Linked DNA regions of Mus musculus: all the other regions are linked to region 1. The links are chromatin contacts, called in public HiChIP or PLAC-seq and promoter capture Hi-C maps. All regions are on one chromosome and are shown on one strand. The core of a region is the stretch at or near the end of the contact, and the rest is flanking DNA. Distances in the headings are between cores, read along the strand shown. Region 1 holds the start of Rac1 (Rac family small GTPase 1). Region 2 holds the start of Baiap2l1 (BAI1-associated protein 2-like 1). Region 3 holds the start of Bri3 (brain protein I3). Region 4 holds the start of Bhlha15 (basic helix-loop-helix family, member a15). Region 5 holds the start of Lmtk2 (lemur tyrosine kinase 2). Region 6 holds the start of Fscn1 (fascin actin-bundling protein 1).

Region 1 (3,109 bases), core at 208-2,707:
TCTTTTAGGAGGTGAAAGGAAAGCACCATTGACATTCCTACTCAATGAAATTCCAGTGTGTCGTTAAATACATTGAACCGTATCCATGAGACTTCCTGTCTCCGAGACAAATCCCACAGACAGACATGTTAGCAGAAAAATAAAGTTCTCTGACCGTCTGGCTGACTTAGTTACAGGGACGATCCCAAAGTCTAATGTAGAGTTCTGTAAATACGCTGAACAATCGCTCATAAATCCACGGGCTCATAAACCCATGGGCGGCGAGTGCTCACTGCAAGTGTGGAAGGCATTAAGCAAGTTTGGCAACGTACTCGACTGAACTAGAAAGTGGACCAGTTGCACTCTGCGTTTGAGGAAACGGGTGGTAAATCTCCAAGCTTCCTCGTTAACACGAACCTACACAAGCTACGCTGAGACGCGCGATTTTGCTCCGATTACACTGAGATTCTTGTTTCTACCGAAGGGGTGGGGGGAACGGGACGGACTGCATAAGACCAGTCTTGTCTCCCTCAAGGGCCTGAAACCATCACGGTCAATCACGAAAAGAATTGCCTCGAGTCACAGGGAGCTGGATCTGCTACATCCATATCTAATGCCTTCAGAGAAGGTTTGTTTGTTTTTAATAACCACACTTCGTTCAATGGACAGTCTTCATCACACTCCTTCAGCTAGCATCCCAGTAACTTTCTCGGCGTAAGTGTGAAAATGAATATTTTTATAAACACCCTGTCAAGTCGAAGCAACCGAGCCCTTTCCCAAGTTCCAGGTCACCCAAGTGACTGGTGCAAACATGCATCGACCAGGGCCGGCCGACTTGGAGGCCGTTACCTATCCCAGTTCTCGGGGGGGGGGGTGCGAGGGGGTACCCTGAGTAAATGAAGAAACTATACGTCCCTTTCTCAAAAGACAAAAATTTTTTTTAAAAATGTTTCAAGAAAAATTCTTCAAACCAGCCTCGCCTACGTGCCAAGTCGAGTAGGGCGACGGGCGGCGTCCGGCCCGGGAAGAAGGCAGGAGGGTGGAGTTCACTTTTCCCTCCGGCCGGCTCGCCCAGGCCCTCCCCCAACCAGAATCCGGAACCAGGCCCGGGAGGGTGGGAGGCTCGCGCCCCCCAGAAGGCCGGGCGCGCGCTCTACGCCAGCTCGAGGCTTTTCGGGCCTGCGGGGGCCCCCGATGGCGCTGCGCGCGGCACCGGGTCCGGAGCGCCAGGCGCGGCCGTGCACTCACCCGTCTCCCACCACCACACACTTGATGGCCTGCATCTGGGCCGCTCGGTGGGCCGCGGCGGCGGCGGCGGCGGCCGGTGGCTGAGGCGCGAAGCGGCGGGCTCGGGAAGCGCTGGGCGAGGCTGCGGGCGGCGGGGCGCCGAGTGCCGGGACTGCTGTCCACGCCGCCGGGCCCTCAGCGCACGGGAAGGCGAAGCGCAGCAGCAGCCACCACCCAAAGCTGGGGAAAACTGCAGAGAAACAGGAAATGGCCGCTCCACTCACATCCGGCCTCCCCTCCCCCTCGGTGCCGTCGACGCAGCTCCCAGGCTCCGGGCGGGGCCGCTCCCGCCCGCCCGCGCGCCCGCCCGCGCCGTTCCTGGCTTCCACGGGCTTTCGGGAAAGCTCGGCAACAGTCGGCTCCAGCCGGAGAACGGGCTCGGCGGCCGCGGGGCGGGGCGGCCGCCATCTTGGCACGCTAAAGCGTCCCGGTTGTGACCAGGTTTAGGAAGCCCTCTGAATCCTGGGGTTACGGGTTCGGGTCAGTGGTAGGGTCCCGTTCGCTCGCAACCTACTTGTGCCAACTCCATGGAGAGATTCCTGAGCCCCCTTGTTATGTGATAACTACAGTATGCTGTAGCGTAAGATCCTGCTAGAAAATTCTGTATAGCTCGTGCCACAGTGAGATCCAGTCTCAAAAAAGAAACTGCTAGGGATGTAGCCAAGTCAGAATGTTTGCCGGCATGTACAGCCTGGGGCTCCATCCCTAGCACATCACAGCCTGCCCTGGTGGCTCACCTGTAATCCCAGCACTTGGTGGGCGGAAGCAGTAGAATCCTGGGGATCAACCTCAAGTCCAACCTCTGGATATGCAACTCAATTGGTAGAGTGCTTCCCCGAGCAGATACAGATATGAAACCCTAGGATTGAACCTCACGACGGTATGAAACAGATGTGGTATATATCAGGTAGTGCATACCTGGAATCCCAGCTCTGGACTGGAGGTAGCAGAAACATCTGAAGTTTGACCTCTGGCTATGTAGCGTCCAGCGTTAACCTGACCTACCATGAGACTTTCTCAATAGGGGTGGGGGGTGGGGAGGGAGCACTAAATAAACAAAAATATAAGGAAAAAAAAACATACATACCATTAAAATAATAAACAGAAGGATAAAGGTCAGAAGAATTCTTTTAAAGATTGCTGATATGATAGGGTAAGCATATAATTCATTCACAAATAAGGTAGCCTATTAGAAGACAAGAACATTAAAGATATTTTTGGTTATCTGTGGTGTGTGTGTGTGTGCATGTTTTCATGTGTGGGCACATGTGTGGTGCACATGTGTATAGAAGACCAAGGTTGACACTGGGTGTATTCAGTTGCTGTTCACCTTATATATATTGAAGTAAGATCTCTCATTGAACACAAAACTGGCCAATTCCAGTTAATCTAGCCAACCAGCTTGCCCTGGAGATCCCATCTTTATCTTCCGGAGTTACAGGTGAGTCACCGTACCCTCCTAGTATACTAGTTTCTGGATTGGAGCTCTGTTCCTCACACTTGCCTGGCAAGTTCCCTCCTCCTGGAGCTTAAGAGGCCAAGCTGCTCTTCCAGTAGACTGGAGTTAGGTTCCCAGCACCTGAATCACATGGCTTACAGCCACCTGTAATTCCAGCTCCAGAGCGATCCAACACCTTTGGCCCCCTGAGACACCTGCATTCATTCACGTGTGTGCACGTGAGCACAGACACAAAATCTAAAATATTTTTTTAAAGAAAAGAAACCAGACCAGGAATTCCAGCCATCCTAATATCCTAACAGTAAAAAAATAAAACAAACAAACAAAAAATAGAAACAAAACAAAAAATTTAAGGGAAGCATCTGTGGAACTATTCCACGAGAA
Region 2 (3,109 bases), core at 228-2,727, 830 kb after region 1:
TCAGGAACTAAGACCTTGCAAATCTAGAAACTCAATTTTAGGGGTGAAAAAAAAAAAACTAGAGAAATGACCAAAGAGTGGGTGAAAAAAGAATCTAGAGAAATGACCAAAGAGTGGGTTTTAATCATGACTACAAGTAAATTTAGAGAACTTTAAATCTCAGGGGTTCAGTGGACCTAAGTGGAATTAAAACAAAAGTTGTTTTGTATTCTATTAATAGCAGATGATTAAACGGATATCTCATTTCAAATGGAATTCATTTATAAGTACTTAAACTTACTAAACTGGCCACTAATCCCATGTCTGTTTCTGGAAAAATTCTCTCACATAACATGCCAGTTAAGCGACCAATCACCACACGTTCTGTCAGCTTAAGTCAATTCTTATTAAAATCTCAGTGCTCTCTGACTCCAATAACCTCCCCAAATCATGAACGTAGAAACAGTCCAACTGCGGGCGAACATGCTCATAATAATTGTATATAGATGTATAAAACTGTCAAAACGCTAAACAAAAAGTAATCAAAAGCCAAATCGAACTTAAAAGCTACTGTATGAAAGAGTCCAAGAGGGCGAAGGCGTTTCAAGTCTTCCCAGGAGCAGATTCCCTGGCAGCCTAGAAAATTCCCTGAGCCGAGGGAGCCAGGCTCACCTGGCGATGGATTCCTAATTACGGAGGAGTTTCTCCCCTACATTCTTTCTTTTCTCCGAGGAAACTCGAGCTTGTCTCTTTTCTCTCTCTCTTTTGGATCTGGGGAGGGGTTAGCCCCAGCGGTCAGACCAGCGCAGTCACTGACCACAAAGAGAAGTTGGGGGAGGATAAGAACCTCTCGGGGACCCCGCGGATTGTCGTCCACGTCTCCAATCCCCTTCCCCCAACACGGGAAATGTGGGGTCCCTGGGAGTCTCCAAGGGTCCAAGGGGGAAGGGGAGGCCCTTATCATGTAAAGTCCCCACTTTATCTCAAAAGCGAAAAAGAATCTCGACCGACCCCGCTGGCGACAATGGTCAGCTGCTTGTCCGGGCTCACGTTCCTGGCCTCGAACCCTGGAGTTCCCAAGTCTCCGGGCCTCCCAGCCTCCGCCCTCAGCCTGGAACCACAGAGTCCCGGATCCCCCCGGTCTCCCGTCTCGAGCTCCGCAAAGTCCCACACTTACCCGGTACGTGTTCTCCGTGAGCCGGTTCACCTCCTCCGGCCCCCGAGACATGGCTGCAGCCTCCGGGAGGGCGAGCGCGGGAGGACGCGGCGGGGCCTCGTGGCCGCCGGGCGGCGGGAGCGCCTAGGACTTGAGACTGAGTGGTCCTTGAGAGTCGGCCGCCGCCACAGCTGTCAGCGGGAGAGAGTCAGTGCGCGTCTCTGCTGCCAAAATGTCAAAACTTTGCGGCGCTTCGGTCTGTAAGGAGCTGCGAGGTAGACGTAGCCTGCCAAGGCTGGGACGAGCAAAGGGACGGGCAGCCCCACCTGAGGCGGGCGGAGTGGGCGGGGCCGTACGGCCAGAGGGCGGGGCAGCCCCACCTGAGGTGGGCGGGGCCTAGGCTGAGTACTCTAGAGTGGGCGGGGCGGCCTCGCGCGGAGACAGCCTGGTGGGAGGGTCGATCTTTTGGGGCAACCGGGGGAACCTGGAAGAGACTTGTTGCGCTAGGTGGGCGTGGCCTAGGGGCTTGCTAAGCGGAGCAGAAGCCCGGCCAGCGCGCCGGACTGATTGGCCCCAGCTGAGACGTGGAGCGGGGGTGGGGTCTGAGAGGCCAACAAGAGGGAGAAGCCAAGGGGAGGGGACGCGCCCTTACTCCCCCCACCTGAAATGGACTGATGGGCGTGGCCTAGATGGCGGATGGGCGTGGCCGAAACAAGAAGGGACGGAGTGAACGAAGTCGCCCTAGCTGTGTCCGCCAGAGTGGCACCGCAGAGTTGAGCCGGTGGGCGCGGTCTAGCAGACCGATGGGCGGTGCTGAAGCGAGGATGGCGTGGTTTAGACAGCCCCAGCTGAGGCAGGCAAGGGAATGGGAGAGTCTTCCTCGTGTGGGCGTGGCTGAGCAGCCTGGTGGGCGAGGCTGGAGCAGTACAAGGCGAGGTGGCTGGACCCAGTGGACCAGGCCATCTCGCCTAAGGCTTGGCAGTGGAGGTAATACCTCTGTTCGCCCTCTCCCGGCCCTCCCAGAGTTCCAGCCAAGCCCCTACACTGTGGTGTCTTTTAGAACAGGACCTGGACCTTTGGGCTTCTAGGTCTTTGGTCTAGTGTCCGCCACAAGGTGCTGGCTCTGAAAGCTCGAGGCTCACATCCTCCGCAGGTGAATCCTCTAAGCTCTCTGCCTTTGAGTAACTTCCACATACCTCCTACGAATCGGTTTCCCTGATTGAAGGTCCACGGGGCATGGTTTCTCATGGATGGAGCCACCCACAATTTTGAAAGTTCCGGGGTGCCAAAAAAAGTAACTAACGCCAAGATCTGATTACTGGAATAACAGAACATTAAGAATAAGTTTAAAATCCCATGCTTTACAACTATGTAAATCACAAGACTGTCTAAAAATTTCCTCTGTGTGTGTGTGTGTGTGTGTGTGTGTTACAAGAAGTCAACCTTGGGCGTCATTCCTCAGCCGATATCTACTATATATATCTTGGAGACAGAGTCTCTTACTGAAGTAGCTAAAAAGGATAGACTGATGGCTATCAAGTCTCCACAAGCCCCATGAATCCACCTGTCTCCCAAATTCCCAGCACTGGGAGTACAAGAGCATATCTACTGTATGTAGCTTTTCACATGGGTTCCGCAGATGGAACCCAGGTCCCAATGTTCGCACCACAGGCACTTTACAAACTGACCCATTTCCTCAGCCCCCAGGTCGGCTGAGGCGTCTAGGATGTCTGTGCTTTCTTTCATCTTGTAGAGGCCATGTAGGTGTGTGGCTCCTGGCACATTATTTAAAACTTTTATTTTATGTGTAAGCTACTTGGACTGCATGTATGTCATCTGTGACTGATACATATATATGTACATGCCTGGTGCATATGTCAGAGGTCAGAAGAGGGCTTCAGATTCCCTGAAACTTGGGTTGCAGAAGGTTGTGACCATCATGTGGGTACTGGGAAACAAACCTAGGTCCTCTGG
Region 3 (3,109 bases), core at 345-2,844, 730 kb after region 1:
CACTGTAGCTGTCTTTAGAAGACACCTGAAGAGGGCATCAGATCTCATTACGGATGGTTGTGAGCTACCATGTGGTTGCTGGGAATTGAATTCAGGACCTCTGGAAGAGCAGCTAGTGCTCTTAACTGCTGAGCCATCTCTCCAGCCCGACCTTTCACTTTGGAGGCTTCTGTCTCCACCTCTAGAGTGCTGGGATTACAGGCTTGAGCCACCATGCCCAGTTAATGCAATGCTGGGATGGGTCCTGGGGCTTCAGGCACGCTGGGTGACTGCTCTATGAACTGAGCTACACATACAACCTCACTGGGTATCTTTTGAGGTAGAGTCTCAAAATGTTACCCAGACTGGCTCTGAACTCCTAATTCTCCTTCAGAGTGCCACCAGATGGACGGATGGACACACACACACACACACACACACACACACACAAGACCCTGGAAATACATAGGCAACAATTGGGAAGGATTCTCACTGTTCCAACATTTCTTTTTCCTTGCTTGGTTTTTGGAGACATGGTCTCATGTAGCTGAGGCTGGCCTTGAACTTGCTGTGTAGTAGTGGACCTGATTCTCTTGAATCATTTCCCAAGCACTGGGGTGAGAGTCACGTGCCGGAACCCACGGCTTCACGTGTGTTAGGTAAACTCATGCCAGGCGATACTTGGGCTAGCGGCATGGCAGTAGCTATGCAGAGACTGCATGGGCCTGTGTCAGACCATGGTCCTCTCCTAGGGAGCCACATCGCCATGCTGTACACTCAGCAAGTTTGCGGTCAGGCTGCTAAAAAAAAGTTGGAGAACCTGAAGGAAGCGCCGCAGGTGCTTAGAGTTTAGGGTTCTCCCAAGCAGGGCAGTTATTTCTAATTAGTGGCCACAGCCCCTGAAAGCGAAAATTAATCAAAAGAGGAGGAGGAGGAAGGCTCAGCAGTTGAGTAGGCTTCAGTGGGTGAGCGTACTCAGTTGTTTTCCTTCCTACACCCAAGGATGTGTGGGCAGTGATTGGGAGGGGCTCGCCTGGTCCCTCCCTGTGGGTGGTGACCCGGGTGCTGGGTTGGGCAAGGGGAGGATTTGGGCGTGGAGGGGCAACGAAGTCCATAGTTTAGGAGGTAAAGGTGAGAGGGTTAAGAGTTCCAGGCCAGCTTGGGCTACATGAGCCTAGGTCCAAAACAAACAAACAAACACAGAAAAACGGTGGAGGCGCCTGCTGCAGAATCTGTCAACCAATCTATCTCAGGACCCATATGGTGGAAAGCAGGAACCCACTCTCGAAAGTTATTTATTCTCTGGCTTCCAAATGCGTGCCCACTCATATAAACACACCCTCCCCCCAAATAATTGTAACAAACATTATTATTATTATTTTTAGAAAAAAAGCAAAAGCTAAAGGAGGCCAGGATCTTGTTGGGTCTCCGGCCGTGGCCGGGAGTCAGAACTTCTCTGGAAGTCCAAGATCCATTGTGGGGCGGGACTGAACGAGGACAACACCCCGCCAGCGGCAGCCGCTGAGGCGTCTTTAAGACGCCCTCGCCCAAACCCCGCCCACAGCCCCGCCCCGCCCCGCCCACGTGACCCCGATCTTGTGACCGGCGGGAGGGCGGGGAACCCTTGGCGCGCCCGCCCCGCCCGGCGCGCGCCTCACTGGGCCGAGCTGCCCGGGACACCGCCGTCGCCGCTACCGCCGCCATCCCCGCCGGGCCGAAGGAAGCGAGCCGGGCCGGAGCTGGCGGGCGCGCGGCCCCGGGGGCCGCGATGGACCACAAGCCCCTGTTGCAGGAGCGCCCGCCCGCCTACAACCTGGAGGCCGGCCAGGGCGACTACGCGTGCGGCCCGCACGGCTACGGGGCCATCCCCACCGCGCCCCCGCCGCCGCCCTACCCCTACCTCGTCACAGGTGGGCCCGCAGCTCTTCGGGGTCCCCGAACGGCCTCCGGGCCAAGCACCGCGCTGTCCCCGGCGCGGGCCTGCCGGGGGGGCAGCTGCTACCCGGAGCGCCCTGCCCGGCCAGGCCCTGCCCCGGTGGCCGTGAACTTAGTGTCGGAGGGTTCACACTTGGCTTCTAGAGCCCACCCGCAGGCGCGCTCAGCCCCGTTGGAGGCGGGGAGGACGGGGGCTAAGGGGGAGGGAGGGAGGAGAGGAGGAGGGCCGAGTCGCCCGGGGCTGATCAGCACTCCGCTCCCACAGGGATCCCCACCAGCCACCCCCGGGTCTATAACATCCACAGTCGAACGGTCACCCGGTATCCTGCCAACTCCATCGTCGTGGTCGGAGGCTGCCCGGTCTGCAGGTAAGTCTCTAGCCTGGGGGTGGGGGGTGGCGGCGGAGAACGCACGTGCCGGAATCTTGCAAAAGGCCAGCGGGGGTGGGATGGGGTGGGGTCACAGCCCGGCTCCTGTCTCAGAGGGAAGTCCCGCAGGGGAGGGACTGCAGTGGGAGAAGGTGGGGTCACTCACCCCTGGCTCTGAATTTACTTTATGCGGCAGAAGGATGGGTTCCCTTTTCTGTGGGGAGTTGAGTGCATTTGGGAGGCATGGCACCCGGAGTGCGTGGGACGCAGGAATGTTAACAATGGAGACTGATGGTCTTTCCTCCCTAGTACTGGAGATCCGCAGCGAATCAGGGTTTGTTTTGTTAGGTTTTTTTCCTCCAGTTTCCGCAAGTGTGTCCAGTACTAAGGAGATATTGGGACTTGAGTCCGCAGGCCAGTATGCCAAAGGACTTAGGAGATCCAAGTGGCCAGCAGAGAGCAAAGGCTGTGAGGGTGCAGAATGACGACCAGGGCTTAACAACTCCTGGCCACTAGCTGGCCCAGGAGGAAACCCCGTGCTTCTTTGTTCCGGGCTGGAGTGGTTTTGTTGTTGTGGCTGTTTTACCCTCAAACTGGAGCTGACAGAAACTTTGTGGGGACTTTATGGAAGGTGAGAGATGCAGCCAGGCTCATTCTAGGCAGGCTTTGAGGATTCGGCTTCCAAGTTGGACTTGGCCACTCACCCGGGGATGGGCCAGGTACAGCTCGTGCAGGGCAGGGTTTCAGCCTTTGTCTGGCAGGGGGAAGTTCCAAGTCTCTGAGATGGAATTAAGAAACCCTTGTTTGGACTTAGCTTTCGTTTCAAA
Region 4 (3,109 bases), core at 385-2,884, 660 kb after region 1:
AAACAGAAACCGGTGCCCCGAGGATGACAGTTGATGTTGAACTCTGACCTTCACACCTTACACTTGTGGACATGCACGGGTACCACAAAACACACACACACCCCAAACAAAACAGCCTTTCACTGGGTTTGGCATGGTGTGTGCCTGTAATACCAGCAGATGGGTGCTGAGGCAGGAGGATTGCCATGTGTCCATAACAGCCCAGGCTCTGGTAAGGATGAGGTCCTGTCTCAAAAAGCAGTAGCAGTTGTATGCAGTATGGGGGTGTCTCAGTTCCCCCCGCCCCCAGTCCTTTCATTGAAGTCCAAATGACATGAGGGAGGTGACAGCTTTCTACCAGAACCATGGCCCACATGACTGTGTCACAAGTACTGAGACCCAAGCCTGCTGAACTTAGCCAGAGCTATGCAGAGTCCTGGCTGAGTTGTTTAGACCTGTCCTATTAATGGGGGGGTGGGGGGGAGACACACTACTATTAGTTGAGCCTAGTGACCAGTTACCCTTATGATTCCTGCAGCAAGAGGCTGAGGCAGAAGGGTAGCCATGAGTCTGAGGACAGCCTTGGCTTTGGAGTCTGTCTCTAAAAGGAAAAAAAAGAGCCAGGGATGTAGCTGAGCTGAGCACATGTGAAGAAACACTGGTTTGGTCCCTAGCACCACACTGCCCCAACACACATCTGTAACTACAACAGTCACTGGATCAAAGAATATATATTTTCAGCACATTTTAGTTGAGTGTGCCATGACCCAATTGCAGTTCTAGCACTTGGGAGGCAGAGGAGACACTGGAGGGTCAGGTGCGCAAGGGCAGCCAGTGTGCTACAGCTAGCAAAATGGCACAGCTGGTAACGTCACGTGCAGCCAAACCGAAGGACTTGAGTTCGACCCCGGCACAACGTGGTGGAAGTAGAGAACAGACTCCTGCAAGCTGTCCCTCTGACCTAGGAGCATGCACATACACCAAAAATAGACACACAGATAAAGGCTAGCAAGAAAACCTGTTTTCTGTGAGCAACATGACACTCACATAGAGGTCAGAGAACAACTTGGGGGAATTGGTTCTCTCCTCCCACTTTGTGGGTCCCAGGCTCCTCAGTCTTGGCATCTTCCCCTCTACCCATAGGCATCTTACTGCCCCATAACCTTTTATATTGTAATTCCCTTGTAACCTCGGGAAACCAAGGCAGGAGCTAGCAACAGATAGGTAGACATGGGTGGCACCCCCTTGCACCCCATTTCAGTAAGGGGAGACAAAAAGAGGAACAGCCCTGTCCTTGAGCCCTTAGGACTAGCAGAGTCCGCTGGAGAAACCAGGGTGCTCCAGGGCAGGGAAGGAGAGAGCTTGCCAGCTTCGCTCAGGGAGGTGGATGTGGTTCCTGCAAGACTATGCAGGGTGGCTTATCCTAGACTCTGTTCTGACTCTTAACCCCAAGGCCAGGTGTCCTGGCCAGATGCGATCCGGGTCCCCCCCCCCCCCTCCCCGCCCTGGCAAGTCCCCAGAGAGGTCGCCTGCTCTCAGAACTGGAGGGAGGGAAGGGAAGGCGGGTCCGCACGGGTCCTCAGAGCGAGGGGCGTGGCCGCAGGTGCCGCCCTGGCCCCTCCCAGCGAACTCATTTACATGCTTCCCGCAGCCCCGCCCGTGGTGGCTAAAGCTACGTGTCCTTGTCCCCCGTGGGCAGCCTCTGCGCGTACGGCCTCGAATCCCCAGGTAAACCAAGGGGTTGGGGAAACTATATAGGACTGCTGGGAGGGAACCCCAGAAGCTTGATCAGACGCCTGGCAGCTGTAGGGGAAAACAGACAGACAGATGGGATGGTGGCTTCCACTCAGACTGGCTGGTGCTGTCCACGTGGTAGAACTGGGGGCTGCTGCAGGGCCTTGGCAACTATCAGTCTGACCTGTGAGCTGTCCTGCGTGCACTCACTGAGGTTCTGGTTCTGATCATGTCTGGACCTGTGTCATGTCCAGCTGTAAACGTGATGTTTAAAGGGTGCTGCCTGTCTGGGACAAATGACAGTGTCGGGGGGCGGGGGGGACCCATAAGCCAGGGTTGGGACCTGTTCCTGGGTGGTTTAAGCAAATTGTCAAGTACGGAGGCTCAGGAGGAGCAGGGGACCCAAAATGGGTTCCCAGATAAGTGGGGAGGGAAGAAGGGATGGTAGGTTAGAGAAAAGTGGGTCAGTGTGAACTCAGCCAGGGCTTTGGGAGCACAGGTGAGTCAACTCAGGGTTCAGTGTGGACGGGAAGCGCCTAGGTGTCCACTAAGCACCAGTGGTCAGCTGCACTGGCTAAGGAAGCAATGAGACAGCCATGCCGCGTGTCCACTGGCCACACTGAATGACTGCAGAGGGGCTGTGTTCTGAATTTCAGTTGGAAGGGCCTCACCCAGCCACCACCTCCTGGGAAAACCAGCCTGGAGCTATGAAGACCAAAAACCGGCCCCCTCGGCGCCGAACACCCATGCAGGACACAGAAGCCACCCCAGGAGAGCAGACACCTGACAGACCCCAGTCAGGCTCAGGGGGGTCAGAGCTGACAAAGGGTCTCCGGAGCAGGACAGCGCGTGCAAGCGGAGGTCGGGGAGAGGTCAGCCGCCGGCGACAGGGGTCTGGTGGCCGCAGGGAGAACAGTGTTCAGAGGCGGCTGGAGAGCAATGAGCGAGAGAGGCAGCGGATGCATAAACTCAACAATGCCTTCCAGGCACTGCGCGAGGTCATCCCGCACGTGCGGGCTGACAAGAAGCTCTCCAAGATCGAGACCCTCACGCTGGCCAAGAACTATATCAAGTCGCTGACCGCCACCATACTTACTATGTCCAGCAGCCGCCTCCCGGGGCTGGAGGCACCAGGTCCTGCGCCAGGCCCTAAATTATACCAGCACTACCATCACCAGCAGCAGCAACAGCAGCAGCAGCAGCAGGTAGCTGGGGCCATGCTTGGTGTCACTGAGGACCAGCCCCAAGGCCACCTGCAACGCTACTCTACACAGATCCACAGCTTCAGAGAGGGGAGCTAGCACGCGCTTCGGGCTCCGGGGCAGGTTGGCAGTGAGGAGCCTGCCTGCTCTTCTCAGCTGTTGTCCCTCTGTGCTGCAAGCTCCAGACTGGTAAT
Region 5 (3,109 bases), core at 397-2,896, 570 kb after region 1:
GGAAGTCAACGCACAGCGGGGCAATTGTACCTCCTCTCTAGACCTTTGCCTTCCTTCCCCTCTGCCCAGAAAGATCAGCAGGAAGAGGCCGAGTTGAGCTCAAGTGTCACAGGCCGGCTACTGCTTTCCTCAGGTTTTTAGTGTGGCTTGCCTCGATCAACACCAGACATATTCCCTAGACATCCTGTGCCCCGGGCTGAGTCAGTTAGCACCACGGACAGCTAAGTGTTTACAATGGGTTTTTGGAGGGAGTTTGGAAACCAGGTGAAGCTCTGGGCTTGCAAGTTGCTAAAGTTCCACCTGATAAGATGCAAGGCAGCTCTTCAGGTGTTTTTATTCACAAATTGGACTCCCAGAGTCAGCAAAGGTGGTCTCCCCAACCCCAAGGAAGGGGCTCAGAGCTGTGTTACAGTCAAACACTTTCTCCCTTTCTATTATGTGTGCATGGATGTATGTGTTGTGTGCATGGATGTATGTGTTGTGTGCATGGATGTATGTGTTGCTTGTGTTTGCATGTGATTTGTTTATGTGTGTGCATTTTCTCCACCTGTCCCTGTGTATGTATGTGTGTGTGTGTGTGTGTGTGTGTGTGTGTGTGAAGGCCAGAAGAGTGTCTTTCCTCGGGGTCAGGGTCCACTTTTTGTTTTTGAGGCAGGGTCTCTTATTGGCCCGAAACTTACCTAGCAAGTTTGTCTGGCTTGTCAGCGAGTCCTACGAGCCATCTTTTTTTCTGCCTCTTCAGCAAGCATTGTCCACTAAGGTTAGATTTTCTTTATGTGGATTTCTTGGGGATCAAATTCAGGCCCTCAAGCTTGCAAGGCAAGCAATCTCTTCATTGCATTTGAGACATCTTCTACCTCACCTGGAAGTTGCTCCCTCCTCACACCCATCACCAACACCTAGCACAGTTCCAGTAGAGAACACCCAGGAGGAGCTCCAAGGTGACTCAAGACAGGGCTGCTGTCCTCAAGGGGTTTACAGTCACAGGAACAATAAAACATGACAGTCGGCCCAGGGCTGGGCTAGGTCGGGGCTGTGGATGCTCAGTTATTTGTGGGATTGGGGTGAAGCCATCGATGAAGTCATACATATTCCAGGTGTGTCTTGACGAATGAAAGGATGCGCATCTGCCAGGTGAACAAGAGGGGGCAGGAAGGGCTGGCTGTCTTGGCAGAGGAGCTGGCTTGAGCTCACTGCTACGTCAGTAAGTGAAGTCAGAAACATTCTGTGCTTGATCAATTAAAATTTTTAAAAATTTCAACGTTTCCTCAAGAGCTTATCTGATATGAGGGTCAGCCTAAGAAGAAGAGGCTAAGAAAGTTCTGATAAGTGAAAATGAAGAAAGTAAAACCGGGGATAAAATACCGAGAACCATGTTGGTAAAAATTAGAAAAGAAAAATAAAAAGTAGGAGAAAGAGAGACAAAAGTCCCAGATTAAATTATGTGGGTTATTATGGACTTCTTTATATCTTCCTAAAATAATTGTCGATGTTACCTGCTGCCCACGCCTCATTCCTCTGTCTGCAGGGGGCGCACCGATCGCCACCTTGCCGCCTATGGCTGAGAGGGTGGGGCTCCCGGAGTCAGTATGGATTGACGATTGGCTGGTCCAGGTGTCGGTCCCGGCATCCCGCCTCAGCTCTACGTCACATGACGCAGCCCATCATGGCGGCGGGAGCGCGGCTGCCTGGGCCCGCGGCTCCGCAGGCTGGGCGCCGTTGCTGCTGTTGAGGGGCGGCGGCGGCGGCGGTGGCGGCGCTGACGGGCGGGAAGGATGATGCTGGCTCCGAGGCCAGAGCGGCGGATGCAGACCAGGAACAAGGTTGACGTTTGGCTAAAGAGACGTGTGTCCCGAAGCAGCCGGCGCCGGTGTCGCTGAGGCGGCGCGGAGGGCTGACCGACTGACTGAAGGCGGCGACCCGAGAGCCGGCCCCGTGGGGGACCGCGCGGTGGACGAGATGCCGGGGCCGCCGGCGTCGCCGCCGCCGCCGATGCTCCTGCTGCTCCTGCTCCTGACGGTCGGCTGTGCCCGGGCCGCGCCACTTCCGCAAACAGGTGCAGGTGAGCGGAGCCCGGGGGCTGCGGGGCCGCTGCGTCTTGCGGGGCGGCGGCGAGGGCGGCGGGCTTGCGGGGTTGGGCCACCTCTGCGGCGGATCGGAGGCCTGCCGAGGGCAGGAGGCCGCGGGATGCCCGCGATCTCAGGGAGATTTCTTGCCGCAGGGGCGTGGGATGGGGGGCGGGGGCGCGGCGACACGGTGGGGGTTGGGGAAGACGGCGGGGCGAGGTGGCAGCGATGGGTTCCCCTACCTCCCGGGGGACTCTTTTTCCCGGACTCTTAAACTTGTTGCCCTAAAGGTACCTCCAGCTTCTGTCCTCGACACTTCCTTTTTTTTTTTTTTCTTCTTCCAGATGTCACCTGCCTCTGGTGGCTTTTCTCCCGTCTTATTATAAGAACCGTTTCTTATTTCTCGTCATTCCTTAAATGAAACCAATGACTCGCGGAAGCTGTGCAGTTTCCTTGGCTCACCGAAACTTGTTCTAAAGTTGTAAATTGATTTTAGATGCTGTGGTTGTTGGGCTATTGGTTTATTTATCTGTTTATTTATTTATTTTTTCGGAATGAGTCGCTGGGGATGAGAAAGGAACAAACGATACATAATTTTGTTTTAGGAAGCTAGTGACTGGAGTAGCATAGCAGCTTTTGCGTATCCACTGACAAATTGGCCTGAGGGTAATTGAACTATTTCAGCGAGTGATTCTCTTTTCAAGCTCTCAGCCCTTCTGTATTTTCTGCATATAGTTTTGATTTGGAGTTTATAAATAAAACTTCAGCCAAAGAAACCATCTCAGAAATTTTAAGAAAAAAAAACAAATCTAGGCTAACTTTCCATCATTACGGCTTTCTTTCTTTCTTTCTTTTTTTTTTTCAACGAAGGGGGAGGTATTGACATTTCAAAGAACTTTAGAGGTTGGAAGAAAGCTTAAAGATAATTTAGTCCAATTTCTTCATCTTTTGCTTTGAGGATCCTGGAACCCTGGTGATCAAAAGATATACTCAAGGTGACACAGCCAAGTTGTAGTTAGATTCAAACTTAGGTCTTTGATTCA
Region 6 (3,109 bases), core at 166-2,665, 570 kb before region 1:
AGCAATCCTCCTGTCCCTGCTTCTCAAGTTCTGGAATTACAAGTGTGACTCACTGTACCCAGGAATATGTGTCTTTATTACAGAGGAAGGAGAGCTCAGAGAGTGAGAGTAACCTGTGCAAAGTCCCACAGCAGGAGAGGATGGCTGGCTATCGGCCGCGAACTTGGTGACCTTTCCTGTGACCTCTAAGGGAGGAACTAGATGTCCCAGCAAGGATTCTAGGGACTTGTCAGGACTGACCTTTGATGATGGGAAAGCCATGCCATCTCCCCTTCCCCTTTGATGGTCGCTGGAGGGGTTTGCCTGGGACAGAGATGCGTTTGGACACAGATCACCGTGAAGACTGGTCAGTTTCAGTACCCTGCCCAGCCTGTGGCTGGGAAGGGCCAGGGGCCCAGATCTTGTGGGCAGCCTGGGGTAGGGCCAGCATTCCAGGGGCCTGCCTGGCATGTGGGGAATGTCCCAGGAGAAGTCTCAGTCCTCCAGAAACTCAAAGGGAAGTGTTCTTACGTGGGGTGGTGTGTGGTGGGAGGTGGGAGGTGGTGTTTGTGGGAATGTCCCTCTGGTCTGGAACCCTGAGGGGCTGCAGTTAGGAGGTACATTGGGGCTGTGCCATTCTAGGGAGCTGACCTGCTTTTCTGATGTCTTCATAAACAGAGACCACTATTCCTGCCTTACCTACCCTGCTTCCTGGTAGACCAGCACCCCGGGGCTTGAGCATCACCACAGTAGGGACTTTTGTGGGCCACTGACTTGGGCCACAGTTACCACAATTTATTTAGAGTCAGCAAGGTGGCTGTACTCTATGCTGACCCGGGAATAGAAATCTCGGTTTCTGCTCAGGAGGCCCAGGCTACAAGGCCTTGAAAAACCCTGAGGCGGGCGGGGCAGGTAGGGCTCTGCATGCGCCTCTCTAGAAATTAACCTCCTTTCTACCCCAGACCCTTCTGGCGTCTCTGGCTTCTTCAAGGACCGGCTCTAAGGCTACTTCCTGGTACACCCTGGACCCTCCCTCCATCCTGAAGGGATCATTATCTTAAACCTGGTCCTTCCCATCGACTGGGTTTGGGGGTAGGGGTGTTTCAGGATGGCCTCAGAGAGCAGGAGAAAGTTGGAGATCAGCCAACTACTGCAGAGCACGACTGTGGAGGAACAGTTAAATGGACTAGCAAACACGAACGGGCCAGAGGCAGAAGGACTGCTATGAGTTCGAGTCCAGCCTGAGCCACACAGATACTTCAAGCCTAGTCTGAGTTACAGAGTGAAACCCGGTCTTAAACCCCAGAAAAACACTCCGGGGAAGCGCAGGGGACCGGGCGCGCGCTGCAGAGCCCCCTCCCCGGCAGGCCCGGGTAGGGGCGTGGCCACGGTGACGTCATCCTCCTATAAAACCCTGGGCGCCGCCGGGCTGGCTTTGTGGAGAACTGCAGCGGGCTAAGCCGTGTTGAACAAAGGAGGTCGGGCACAGCTATCCAAGCTCCCGGGGCCACCGGGCCGCCCTCCGCCACCATGACCGCCAACGGCACGGCAGAGGCTGTGCAGATTCAGTTCGGGCTCATCAGCTGCGGCAACAAGTACCTGACAGCCGAGGCGTTCGGGTTCAAGGTGAACGCATCCGCTAGTAGCTTGAAAAAGAAGCAGATCTGGACGCTGGAGCAACCTCCCGATGAGGCGGGCAGCGCGGCCGTGTGTCTGCGCAGCCACCTGGGTCGCTACCTGGCCGCCGACAAGGACGGCAACGTGACCTGCGAGCGCGAGGTGCCCGACGGCGACTGCCGCTTTCTCGTCGTGGCGCACGACGACGGCCGCTGGTCGCTGCAGTCCGAGGCTCACCGGCGCTACTTTGGCGGCACCGAGGACCGCCTGTCCTGCTTCGCGCAGAGCGTGTCGCCGGCCGAGAAGTGGAGCGTGCACATCGCCATGCACCCGCAGGTTAACATCTACAGCGTTACCCGCAAGCGCTACGCGCATCTGAGCGCGCGGCCGGCCGACGAGATCGCGGTAGACCGCGACGTGCCTTGGGGCGTCGACTCGCTCATCACCTTGGCCTTCCAGGACCAACGCTACAGTGTGCAGACGTCCGACCACCGCTTCCTGCGCCACGACGGGCGCCTTGTGGCACGGCCGGAGCCCGCCACGGGCTTCACGCTGGAGTTCCGCTCCGGCAAGGTGGCCTTTCGCGACTGCGAAGGTCGCTACCTGGCTCCGTCCGGGCCCAGCGGCACCCTCAAGGCTGGCAAGGCCACCAAGGTGGGCAAAGATGAGCTCTTCGCCCTGGAACAGAGCTGCGCTCAGGTGGTGCTGCAGGCGGCCAACGAGAGGAACGTGTCCACGCGCCAGGGTGAGTTGGGGACATGTCCCCTCCCTTGGGTCCTGACCCAGTGCACAAAAGCATCTCTGCACTCCTTCTATTTCCCTATTTCCTCCTGGGCTCCCTTTAGGCTCACAGGCCTCTGGGCTCCGCCATGAGGAGGTGGGCTTCTATTTTGAAAGATCTGATCTCACCAGATAGCCTTGGCTATCCTGGAACTCGCTATGTAGACTGGGCTGGCCCCGAACTCGCAGAAATCTTCCTTCCTGTCTCTTGTGCTGGGAATAAAGGCATGTACCACCCCTCTGTTCAGGACGTAGGCTTCTTCTGCTGGGAGAAGGTGACGTGGGGAAGTGGGTAAGGCCTAACACATTCTAAAGCAATACTGTCCACCACCACCCCCCCCCCCCCCGGCTGGGGGCGTGGGACTCCATAGACCTAGCTTAGATCTTCTCCGTTTCCTCTTCCTTCCCAGTCTGAGCCATCCCCATTCATGAGCCGATTCTTTAGGATAGGCTGTCCCAGGTCTTGGAGAGGAAGGGTTCCCCCTACACCCCCCCTTGTTCATTTCCTCGTGCGTCCTCTCCCGTTTCGCGGGCCTTTGGCTGGAGGGCCAGGGGACAGTCACCCCTGCCCTCCCCGCCTTAAATGGCGAGATAGAGGAGGTTGGAGGGGCTTTTGATCCCGGCGGGGTGTGCTGGGCGGGGTCGGCCCTGCGACTCTTGGTGGTGGTGGGGTTGTCCGTAGGGGCTTCCCCTCCCCCACTCCATCTCCCCTCGCTAAGGCCTGGCGCTCCGG

What was found. Promoter capture Hi-C pulls out the DNA fragments that hold promoters and counts their contacts. HiChIP or PLAC-seq counts read pairs in DNA pulled down with a chosen protein or histone mark.
Region 2: a contact with region 1 is called in a promoter capture Hi-C map of stem cell-derived epiblast-like cells, with 2.5 times the contacts expected there. The contact joins the promoter of Baiap2l1 here to the promoter of Rac1 in region 1. A contact is called at or near these places in 2 of 39 promoter capture datasets (embryonic stem cells and stem cell-derived epiblast-like cells) and 1 of 115 datasets of contacts at active chromatin or transcription factors (pancreatic cancer cells).
Region 3: a promoter capture Hi-C map of stem cell-derived epiblast-like cells shows a contact between it and region 1, with 2.9 times the contacts expected there. The contact joins the promoter of Bri3 here to the promoter of Rac1 in region 1. A contact is called at or near these places in 3 of 39 promoter capture datasets (hippocampal neurons, pre-B cells and stem cell-derived epiblast-like cells), 1 of 484 Hi-C or Micro-C datasets (embryonic stem cells) and 2 of 115 datasets of contacts at active chromatin or transcription factors (differentiating embryonic stem cells and pancreatic cancer cells).
Region 4: a contact with region 1 is called in a promoter capture Hi-C map of pre-B cells, with 2.6 times the contacts expected there. The contact joins the promoter of Bhlha15 here to the promoter of Rac1 in region 1. A contact is called at or near these places in 1 of 39 promoter capture datasets (pre-B cells) and 1 of 9 other capture datasets (embryonic stem cells).
Region 5: a promoter capture Hi-C map of pre-B cells shows a contact between it and region 1, with 2.0 times the contacts expected there. The contact joins the promoter of Lmtk2 here to the promoter of Rac1 in region 1. A contact is called at or near these places in 1 of 39 promoter capture datasets (pre-B cells) and 1 of 115 datasets of contacts at active chromatin or transcription factors (large pre-B cells).
Region 6: a FOXA1 HiChIP or PLAC-seq map of pancreatic cancer cells shows a contact between it and region 1. The contact joins the promoter of Fscn1 here to the promoter of Rac1 in region 1.

Annotation. Positions count from the first base shown.
Region 1 is chr5:143,526,536-143,529,644 of GRCm38.p6, forward strand. Rac1 (Rac family small GTPase 1) reads right to left here and starts at 1,458. Exons shown (of 6, transcript NM_009007.2): 1 at 1,228-1,458. The coding sequence starts at 1,262.
Region 2 is chr5:144,356,635-144,359,743 of GRCm38.p6, forward strand. It overlaps Baiap2l1 (BAI1-associated protein 2-like 1), which reads right to left and starts at 1,478. Exons shown (of 14, transcript NM_025833.3): 1 at 1,157-1,478. The coding sequence starts at 1,207. It overlaps Dmrt1i (Dmrt1 interacting ncRNA), which reads left to right and starts at 1,289. Exons shown (of 2, transcript NR_102374.1): 1 at 1,289-1,410.
Region 3 is chr5:144,253,631-144,256,739 of GRCm38.p6, forward strand. It overlaps Bri3 (brain protein I3), which reads left to right and starts at 1,595. Exons shown (of 3, transcript NM_018772.4): 1 at 1,595-1,889; 2 at 2,180-2,282. The coding sequence starts at 1,748. 2900089D17Rik (a long non-coding RNA gene) reads right to left here and starts at 2,525. Exons shown (of 3, transcript XR_868683.3): 1 at 2,449-2,525.
Region 4 is chr5:144,188,652-144,191,760 of GRCm38.p6, forward strand. Bhlha15 (basic helix-loop-helix family, member a15) reads left to right here and starts at 1,635. Exons shown (of 2, transcript NM_010800.4): 1 at 1,635-1,707; 2 at 2,370-3,109. The coding sequence starts at 2,421. The coding sequence ends at 3,014.
Region 5 is chr5:144,098,715-144,101,823 of GRCm38.p6, forward strand. Lmtk2 (lemur tyrosine kinase 2) reads left to right here and starts at 1,647. Exons shown (of 14, transcript NM_001081109.2): 1 at 1,647-2,062. The coding sequence starts at 1,960.
Region 6 is chr5:142,958,940-142,962,048 of GRCm38.p6, forward strand. Fscn1 (fascin actin-bundling protein 1) reads left to right here and starts at 1,416. Exons shown (of 5, transcript NM_007984.2): 1 at 1,416-2,341. The coding sequence starts at 1,510.